Linked DNA regions of Mus musculus: all the other regions are linked to region 1. A link is a contact called in public promoter capture Hi-C data. All regions are on one chromosome and are shown on one strand. The core of a region is the stretch at or near the end of the contact, and the rest is flanking DNA. Distances in the headings are between cores, read along the strand shown. Region 1 holds the start of Plod1 (procollagen-lysine, 2-oxoglutarate 5-dioxygenase 1). Region 2 holds the start of Cmpk1 (cytidine monophosphate (UMP-CMP) kinase 1). Region 3 holds the start of Mob3c (MOB kinase activator 3C).

Evidence for each region. Promoter capture Hi-C pulls out the DNA fragments that hold promoters and counts their contacts.
Region 2: a promoter capture Hi-C map of second pharyngeal arch cranial neural crest shows a contact between it and region 1. The contact joins the promoter of Cmpk1 here to the promoter of Plod1 in region 1. A contact is called at or near these places in 4 of 39 promoter capture datasets (cranial neural crest, maxillary cranial neural crest, pre-B cells and 1 more).
Region 3: a promoter capture Hi-C map of pre-B cells shows a contact between it and region 1. The contact joins the promoter of Mob3c here to the promoter of Plod1 in region 1. A contact is called at or near these places in 3 of 39 promoter capture datasets (cranial neural crest, frontonasal cranial neural crest and pre-B cells).

What each region holds. Positions count from the first base shown.
Region 1 is chr4:147,935,145-147,938,217 of GRCm38.p6, forward strand. It overlaps Plod1 (procollagen-lysine, 2-oxoglutarate 5-dioxygenase 1), which reads right to left and starts at 1,632. Exons shown (of 19, transcript NM_011122.3): 1 at 1,458-1,632. The coding sequence starts at 1,533.
Region 2 is chr4:114,985,742-114,988,814 of GRCm38.p6, forward strand. Cmpk1 (cytidine monophosphate (UMP-CMP) kinase 1) reads right to left here and starts at 1,487. Exons shown (of 6, transcript NM_025647.3): 1 at 1,225-1,487. The coding sequence starts at 1,392.
Region 3 is chr4:115,826,680-115,829,752 of GRCm38.p6, forward strand. It overlaps Mob3c (MOB kinase activator 3C), which reads left to right and starts at 1,401. Exons shown (of 4, transcript NM_175308.5): 1 at 1,401-1,562.

The sequences.
Region 1 (3,073 bases), core at 382-2,881:
TTCCTGAACTCCACCATAGGAACCATGGATGAAGGAGCCCCCTTTCAGAGATTAATGTGAAGACCCAAATGAGTGTCTGAAGTGTGGAACACAGTGTCTGCCGGTGACGCCTCCATTCTTGGCACAGAGCGGGAGCTGAGTTCTGGGCTTCCTAGAGGGCAACTGAGGCTCTTGGAACTGGGATGGTCTGGAGTATCCGAGCACGCATCAGCAGAAGCAGGAGAAAGTGAAATGGAGAAAAAATGGCTGCCACTGGGCTCCAGGTTCCTGCCACTAGGTGGGCCTTTGCACACATTACCAACTCTGTAGTCGGGACTTATCAGAGTCTCTTATCTATCTTCCTTTGATGCTAGATTAGACCCTACCAAAACAAACAAACAAACAAAAAAACCCCAAAACAACAACAACAACAAACCTAGCTGCTCTGAGCTTGGAGAGAAAATGCCCAGAGCCTTGACTTTAAGGGGACTCAGGGGCTGGTCTTATTTGAGGAATCTCTTGTGATCTCTAGAAATGAGGTCTTGCCACTCTGTGTTGGAGTCTAAAATACCAAGCTTCTCAAAAACTGTGCATCACCAACGCGAAAGGCGTGTGACCCTATGTATAACTGAGCACAGATGGAAGACGGAGCAGGCATGCAAAAACCTGTGGCTCCCAGCACATGGGTTTCAAAGCCAGGTTCTTTTCCTTTCCTTTTTTTTTTTTTTTTTTTTTTCTTCCTTTCTTTCCTTTTTGGTCAGGGTCTCATGTAGTCTAGACTGACTTTAACCCTTCGTGTAGTTGAGGATGACCTTGGACTTCTGATAACCCTGCTTCAACCTCCCTGAGTACTGGGGTTATAAGCATGCACAACTATGTTTAGTTTATGCAGCGCTGGGGACCAAACCCTGGGCTGCATGCGAGCTAGGCAAGTGCTCTTACCAACAGGGCTCACCCACCGGAGCCCTCCACATTCCTACCACCCACCATGTTCAGGCCAACTCCCATGTCTCCAGCAACATGGGTGGAAGAAAACAGGATGCCCTGGAGAATGCGGCTGATTTGGAGCCTCAGTTTGTAAAGCTGGAAAACGGGGTTAACATAAGAAAACACTTCCAGCAAACGTATTTAACTGGTGCTTAACTAGTGAGGCCAGGCTGCAGCAGATCGTGTACGATAAACGGGAGTCTTGCTACTTATTATGGGAATTGTGATCATGGACTCCTCTGAGCGCCAAATGAGGGTAGGGGGCGCGCAAGGGGAGAGTGTACTTCGGCTGTCCCCTCCTCTGCCCGCAGCACAAACCTAGGAATCCCGACCCCATGAGAGGAAGTGATCTACCGGAGTCACCCGCGGGCAAGTGGACAGATGACCGCAACCCAGCTCCCCGGCTCCCCCCCTTCCAGCCCAGGTCGCCTGGACACCCCGGTCCTCGGCGAGACAGACGGCCAGGCACAGCTCCGCCGCCGCGTCCTCACCCTCTAGCTTGGCGTCATCCTTCGCCTGGACCAGAAGAAGCCAGGCCAACGGGGCCAGGAGCAGCAGGGACCGCATAGCGGAGTCTCGGGAACAACCCGCCGGCACTGAGACAGAAGCTGAACTGGAAACTTCGCGACGGGGCCGGCGGGCGCTGCCACGCACTGAGCCCGCCCCGGGGGCGGTGCCGCGCACGCCTCCGCCCGCCTCGGGGAAGGGTTTTCCTGCTTAGGCTTCTAGGTCCTCCAGACTTGGGGCAGGTCGTTGTGCCCCCTGGGTCCCGATGCCGGACCGTCCATGCTCTCCCTCCCCCGCTTCTCTCCAAGTGGGCGAGGAGGGCGAGGCCTTGATGTCTAGAAGAGGAGACTTAATATCATCTGCACCGCGATGGTGGGAATATATATATAAAGTCTAGCCCCAGCTCCCAAAAGAGAATCACTTAATTCAACTTTCCGCTCCCTGGAAGGAAATCAGAAAGTAGTCAAGGAAATTGCAGCGGTTAATTATGGGATGGATGTGTGTGTGTGTGGTGATGGTGGGGGGGGGGTATTAGATGGATGGATAAGTGGGTGTGTAAGTGGGTGAGTGAGTGGATGGTTGGATGGCGGTATAGGTGGATGGATGGGTAAGTGGCTGGCTGGCTGGATAGATGGATGATGGGGGGCCAGATGGATGGATGGGTGAGTGAGTGGATGGATGAATGAGGGCTAAGTGGATGGAGTGAAAATTTTCAGTGCCATTCACAGACAAAGTAAAAGAAGGTCAAAAGTTTCTGGAGCAAGGGTTCCTGGTCCAGATGTGAGCCAAGCACATCTACATTTAGACAAAATCTGTCAAGCCGTAGAAGAGAGCTCAAACAGGGACCCTGGAATCTCAGTCCCACAGATTAGATCCTAGGGCAGGGTTCGGGAGGGCGGGGGAGGAGGGGCTTGACGAAATCAGGGAGTTAGGGAGATTTGGTCTTTCACAAAGGAAACAGGCATCTACAGGATGCTAAGTGGGAAAGGTTTTCTCTTCAGTATGACTCATTGTTAAAGATAGATCCTCTGCCTAGCAGATAGGTCAAAACAAGGTTGGGTGGGGTAGGGTGGGGTCTGCCCAAATCCTAGCACTCAGGAGGTAGAAGAGCTCCATTGTCCAAAGCCAGCCTGAGCTGCACAGCCAGACTCAGTCAGAGAAGGGAGGAAGAAGGTGTCAAAGCGAGCTGGAATCCCAGCACTCAGGAGGCATAGCAGGATCAGGAGTTCAAGACATGCTCAGCCGTAGAGCTAGTGACCATATAGCTTGAGGCTAGTGTGGACTGTGTGAGACCTCAACAACACACACCCACCCCCAACACAGGAAACTTACAGACCAATGTTTGCAATGATTATTTCCAAGTTGTGGAATAAACATGTTCATAACTTATGCAGCGTTTCTAGGTCATATTATTGGGAATCGTTCTTCTTTTCTTGTTTCTCTTTTTCTTGAGAAAGATGTACAATACTTGTACAATTGAAGAACCACGTGTCCTTTCTGGGAAATAAGAACAGGCTGGAAAAATGGGCGTCCACCTCATTGTGCAGAGGTCAACTCACACTCTCACAGATGGTAGAAGAGAGGCCCAGGGCTATCCAGC
Region 2 (3,073 bases), core at 237-2,736, about 33 Mb before region 1:
ACCATCCACTTGTCATTTGGCTTTCTAATAGATAAAACAAACAGAAGTAAAAATAAGGAGAAAAATTCTATGTGCTTTGTGATTAAACTGATTTTCCAAAGTTATCTGTAATTCTAGACATAACTGTAAAACACACAACTTTTAGACCACATTACTTTATTTATCTGTGGTTGTTCTTTAGAGAATAGACTATAGGGCAGGAGCTGAATATATGAACGTGGAAAAAAATACAAAGCAAATATAGGCCACGGCTTATAGGAAAAGAAGAAATTATCAAGTTCTGGGTCAAAACCTTTTATCAAGCACTCAATTTAAAGGTGAATGTTGGGTGTTTTTCCCCAACCCTGCCATTTCTTTCTGATTGTCTTGTTTTCCTTTAAAACACTGCCCAAGACAGTCCATTAAGCCTTCCTCACCGCATCATTACAGCTCATAGGGGCTAGAAAAAACAAGACAGTCCATCACTACAGCTAACACGGGCTAGAACCCATACCTGCTTGAGTTTAAAGTCTTTGCCTCTCTCCGTGTACATGCCACCCCTGACCTCAAATACTAAAAGAATGGAACTGGTAAACTTATGTCAAAACTTTAATTGTATTTAGTTATTTGTGTGGGCAAACCCTTGAGCTCTAGAGTGAACATCATAGGACAACTCGCGGGAGTGGGGTTGTGGTTCTCTGTGGGTCTCAGGGATGGAACGTGGTGGTAGGCGCCCTTACCCGTTCAGCCATCTCTGCAGTCCTAAAGCAAACATTATTTAAAAAATGATAAGAGGATTTTATAGTTGGGTGGTGTTTTACTTTCTCGGAGAGCAGAGTTTTTTATTTGCTTAGACAACTGAGGTTCACTGAGAGTGAGTGACTCACTCGCCCAAGGAAAAGGGCGTGAGTTGTCAGCTGGGCCAAAGGTTAGCGCCTGGGCTCTCACAAATCCGGCACTTTAACTACCACAAGATCCGGGTCGGGTTCCTCGAGGCCGGTTAGCCGGAGACTGACAGCCAGAGATGTAGCGAGAAGACCCGGATCCCAGGAGTGGAAGCAAGGGCGCGCGGAAACAAAGCACTCGTAGACTCGACGCCCCTCGGCCCGGGCGCGCGGTGGCCGTCGGGACTCGTAGTCCGCTCCCCACAGCGAGGGGCGCGGCCGCCAACGCGGCTGCTCCCTCCGGCCCCGGCCCGCTCCGCTCAGCCCGGGAGCTCTCCGTCGCCCTCCCGCACGGCCTCACCTCGACAATGCGCGCGCACTGGGTCCCCTTGCCCGCACCGGGCCCGCCCAAAACGAACACGACCAACGGCTTCATGAGGTGGAGAGGGAAGAGCCGCAGTGTGCGGGTCAGCGGCGGGCAGCTCGGGACCAGGACGTGCGGGAGCAGCCGACGACAGCTGCTCAGCATACAACGCGCTTCTGACAGCGGCCGGCGCGGCGGCGCGGGCGGGGCGGCAGGGAGGGGGCGGGCAGAGCGGGCGCCGGGGCCCCGCCGCCAGCTGCCGGCCGCCGTGACAGGAAGGGGCGGGGCCTCCGTGCGCTGCGCCAGCTTCCGCTCGCGGTTCCGGTTCTTCCTAACGTGGCTGGAGACCCAAGGCATTTCAGTTTCAGAACCTGGATTGACGTTTAGGCAGACCAGTGGTTCAATCTCCCGGGTTTCCCTTTCCCAAGAGAAGCGGCCTAACCGAAGAGGCAAGCACAGGAGTCAGTAGGAACAACGGCATTGTTGGGAAGGAAACCAAAGGAAAATGAGAACAGTTTGAGGTTTGCAAAGAAGGCCTCTAAAGAGGTGACCTTGGAACCAAGACTTGAGGACTGAAAAGAGCAGAGACTTGGATGCAGTGACCCGCCAAGAGAGAAGGGCATGTTAGAAGGTTAGGGCTGGATAAGTGGAATGGAAAGTCATTAATGGAGAGTTGAGTCGGTTATGGAAAAGCACTTAGGTTATATTCTAACCGCAGGGAAAGACTTTAAGCTTAGCTCTGTTACCCTGACTCGGGCCATTAGGGAAAACTCTGAAGAGAGAAGAAAAAGAGTGAAAACTGAGCCTGGATGAACACAAACCTTTGAAAATTGGAGTCGGCAGTGGTAGCATTTTCATGGAGTTTTTTATAGTAACAGAACAAAGCTATGAATCATGGCAATTTTTTTTTCAGATAACTTGGTAGAGATGGTTTCTAGCAAAGCTGGTACTGTTATTGGCCCCAGATGCCAAATGATGACGAGAGGGATGAGACAAGCTGATCCAAAGGTAGTGAGTTATCTCAATGGATGGTTCACAATCAGTTACAGATTAAACTTCCTTCCTCCTCACTGCTGCACTTGACTAGAGATAGAGTAAGACAAAGCCCACCTACCTCAGAACTCCCCCAGTGTGCTTTAAATTGGGCCTGCAAGCTCACTTCTCGGTCTTTCTTGGTAATGGGAGACCCCAGCATGCTGAACTTCTGCAAAATAAAACACTCTTTGTATTTACATACTTTTTGAATCCAGGGTGTCATTCTTTGAAAAGTCATGGACCCTTACAATCACATTCTTAGCCTTTGGGTTTGGAAGCTAGGATTCTGTTTGTATGTTACAAATGGACTTACCTAATAGTCACAAGAATGTTAGGTCACATAGAGGTGAACAATAAATGGTTGATTGGGGGCTAAGATAGATAATTTGGCTTTGGACCTACAATATTCCAGCTCCCCAAATAAGAAACCTGAAGTCAAAGGCTGAAGCAGGAAGATGATAGGTTTGAAGCCTGACTGTATTCCCAGCACTTGGGAGGCAAAGGCAGATGGAACTCTGTGAACTCAAGACCACCCTCATCTGGTTTACACTTTTAAGGTCCAGACCAGCCAGAGCTACATAGACTCCCATCTCCAAAACAATAATGAAACCCAAACAGCTCGATACAAAATTATATTTGCAGCAGCTGGTAGGTGGAGGTATGAAAAGAAGTATTTCACAGCCAGCTTCAACTACATAGCAAGTTCCAAGTCAGCTTGGGCTACATGAGACCCTGCTTAAAACAAAAAACAAACAAACAAAAAAATTTCAAAGCCAAAATAGGCCCAAGAATATTTAGCAATAAGAAGCAA
Region 3 (3,073 bases), core at 151-2,650, about 32 Mb before region 1:
GCCCAGCTGCCTGCCTTGGCCTTCTGTGGTACTTACTTTTTATGCTGTAACAAAATACTAAGGAAAAGCTTTTTGTTTTGGCTCACAGTTTGAGAGTGCAGTCCACCATGGTAGGGAAAGTATGTCAAGACAGGCTCTAAGCTGTGACAGCAAGAGTCTGGAACAGTGGTGAAGAAATGGAGGTGGATGGACACCTGTGCTCTATTGGCTCCCCCACCCTCACCCACCTTTCTGTTAGTTTAGTTCAGGATGGCAGGAGACACATTCAAGGAGAGCCAGTCCTCCTCAGTTAAACAACCCCTTGGGAATACACACTCCCAGAGAGGCGACTCCTTGGTAGTTCCGAAGCTAGTGAAGCTAACAATGAAGGTTAACCATAGCACTCACCTAGTAGAACTCTGTCTTCAACCTCCTCACCCTAGGCAGATCCTGCAGACAGGTTCCTGGGGCCAAGCCATGGTATGCATTGAGCACTGATGTGGGATAGCAGCCTGTTTCCAGGGGAGGAATCTAGGTAGAAGAGTGGGTAGTGTAGATCAAGTATGCAAAGGTTTGGAGCCAGATGGAACAGGCTGGGAGAGAAGCCATTCTAAAGAACAACAGAGACAAAGGAAGATAGGAAATGGGTAACTTTGGATGGTGTGAGAGTCTACAGAACCAGAACCAGGTGCAAGGAAGGCGAGGTCTTCTTTGAACATTCTTTGGGAATGTTTCTGTCTGGACTGACCCAGTCCACGGCTCCCATACGTGTGCTATTCATTTAAGTGTTTGGTTGTTTTGGTTTGGTTTGGTTTGGTTTTGGTTTTGGTGTTTTGTTTTGTTTTGTTTTGTTTTGTTTTGTTTTGTTTTGTTTTTAAGAGAGAGAGAGACCATCTTACCACCTAGCCCTGGCTAGCCTGGCTGGCTAGCAGCCTGGAACTCAAAGATTTGCCTGCCTCTACCTCGCTAGTGTTGAAATTAAAGACATGCGCCATCCACCAGCAGCAGCCTCCAGTGGTGGGTTTTGAGTTGCTCTGTATGGCAGTGGACTGAAGCTGAACACATTGGCTGCTAGGAACTTTTATTGAATTCAAAGACAAGTGAAGCTCAGATAACTGCAGGAGGGCTAGGAAACCATTCAAACCACAGCGGTTTTTCTTTCTGCTTCAGGCGGAAGCTAAACTTGTTCCCATTCTACAGCCTATGAATCTGAGGCTATCTCCTTAGGGAAGATCCAGGCGGTCCTTTGGGGCGGCTCCTCAGTTAGTCCTTTGCCCTCGGGGAGACAGCGAGCCCGATCGGACTTCCCACTTCCCGGAAAGGCTAAAGAGAAGAGTAAGTATCCTGGGACGGGGGAGTCCCTTTCCCCGCCCCTCCCCGCCCCGTGGCCGCGGCGTGGCTGAGCCTGGGGCGGAGCTGGCGTCTCCTCGAGCACTGGCGGCGGGACGGCGGCCGCGGCCCAGATCAGACTGGTGGGTAGACGCTGAGACCCGCACGGCGGGATCACAGGCCGGAGGACGACCGGCGCGTTGCGGTGTGGCCGCAGGGACAGAGACCCGGAGCTGTCCACTCAGGCGGAGCGGGTGAGTGAGCGCCGCGTCTCCGCGCCCCCCAGGGCCCAGTCTTGCTTCCACTTTTAGTTCTTCTTGGTCCTCGCGTGGCACCTTCTGGAAGCGACTCCGGCCCAAAAGCAGGCTGGCCACAGTCCTCAGCCCAGGGTCCGAGGCTCTCAGTGTCCGAAGTCCGGGGTGGGGGTGGCGGTAGCTGGCGGTGGTGGGGGGCGTGTCTTCAGGAGCGGAAATGTCAGGCTGGCTCCTCTGGGTCCTAGGACCTGTTTGGCCCTAACAGCTGAAGCTAAGGGGAGGTTCTTAGGAGCTCGCGGGAGGTAGGGGCGGGTCTGGCTGGACAGCGCTGCGTCTGTCGCTCCCTCTTTCTCTGAGAATCTCAAACTTAGATCTTGTCCCGCAGGGCGTGCTAGGCTAGATTCTGAGTTCAAACTGGGACCATCTTCTGGCTGATTCTAAGCCAGACTAAGGAAGGAGCAGGTGTGTCCCTGGCAGGGGACGAGGTAAGACAAACAGGCAGTGTCAGTCAGCCTGTGCTCTTCATCTAGGAAGATTAAATGCTTGGTCACGGAGTAAGCAAACCACTGACCACCTACCTAGTAATTAAAGTGGGGGGTCCACAGGGAAGAGGAAGAGAGGCTCCGTGTGAGGCTGGGAGAGGATAGTGCTAACAGACGGGATGCCCTCTTAGCTTACCTTCCGTACTCACCTCCAAGTTTACTCTTTCTAGGAAAAGTCCTGGGGCCTAAAGTTCTATACTAAGGAGGTGGGGCCTCTCTACTCCCTTCCTTCACAATTATCTATATCAGGCCAGTGGCCAGACAGCAGGAAAGGGACACTTTGTACCTTGTCATAGGCTGAGTCCCTTTTTATACCAGTCCCCTACTTCTAACTTGCTGTGCAAATTCAGGCTCCTCAAATCCTCCTCCTAGGCCTCAGTTTCGCCATCTGTTCATGTGGGACGTACCACTTGACCTCTCAGCTATCCCAACGTGTGTGTGTATGTGTGTGTGTGTGTGTGTGTGTGTGTGTGTGTGTGTGGTGCTGTGGGTATATGAAGATGGGCATGCAGAGATGGAGGCCCAGAGCTGATATCAGTTCTTTCCCCCTCACTTTTCATTTATTGAGAGGCAAGATTTACTTTCAAAACTTAATTACATTTATTTATGTGTGTCCACACACTTGCTCATGCATGCACGTATGAGCTCGGGAACACACACATTTATGTGCGCATTACAGTGCACATGTGGAGGTCAGAGACAGTTTGTGGGAGTGCTCTCCTTCCACCATGTTGGTCCCAAGAATCAAACTCAGGCAAGTTTACCCACTGAGACATCTCCCCAGCCAACTCTAAGACTCTAGAGTCTAAGCTAAAGCCTAGCCACCAACTTAAGTCCTGACGGAGAGGGGTAGGAACAAGCAGTCAGAGAAGCCACACACAAGGTTGGGATCTGGAGGAAGCTGCCAAAGAAGGGATCATTCGGTCAGATAGAAAGAGAAAACAGAAACTGACCAGCAAAAGACACACA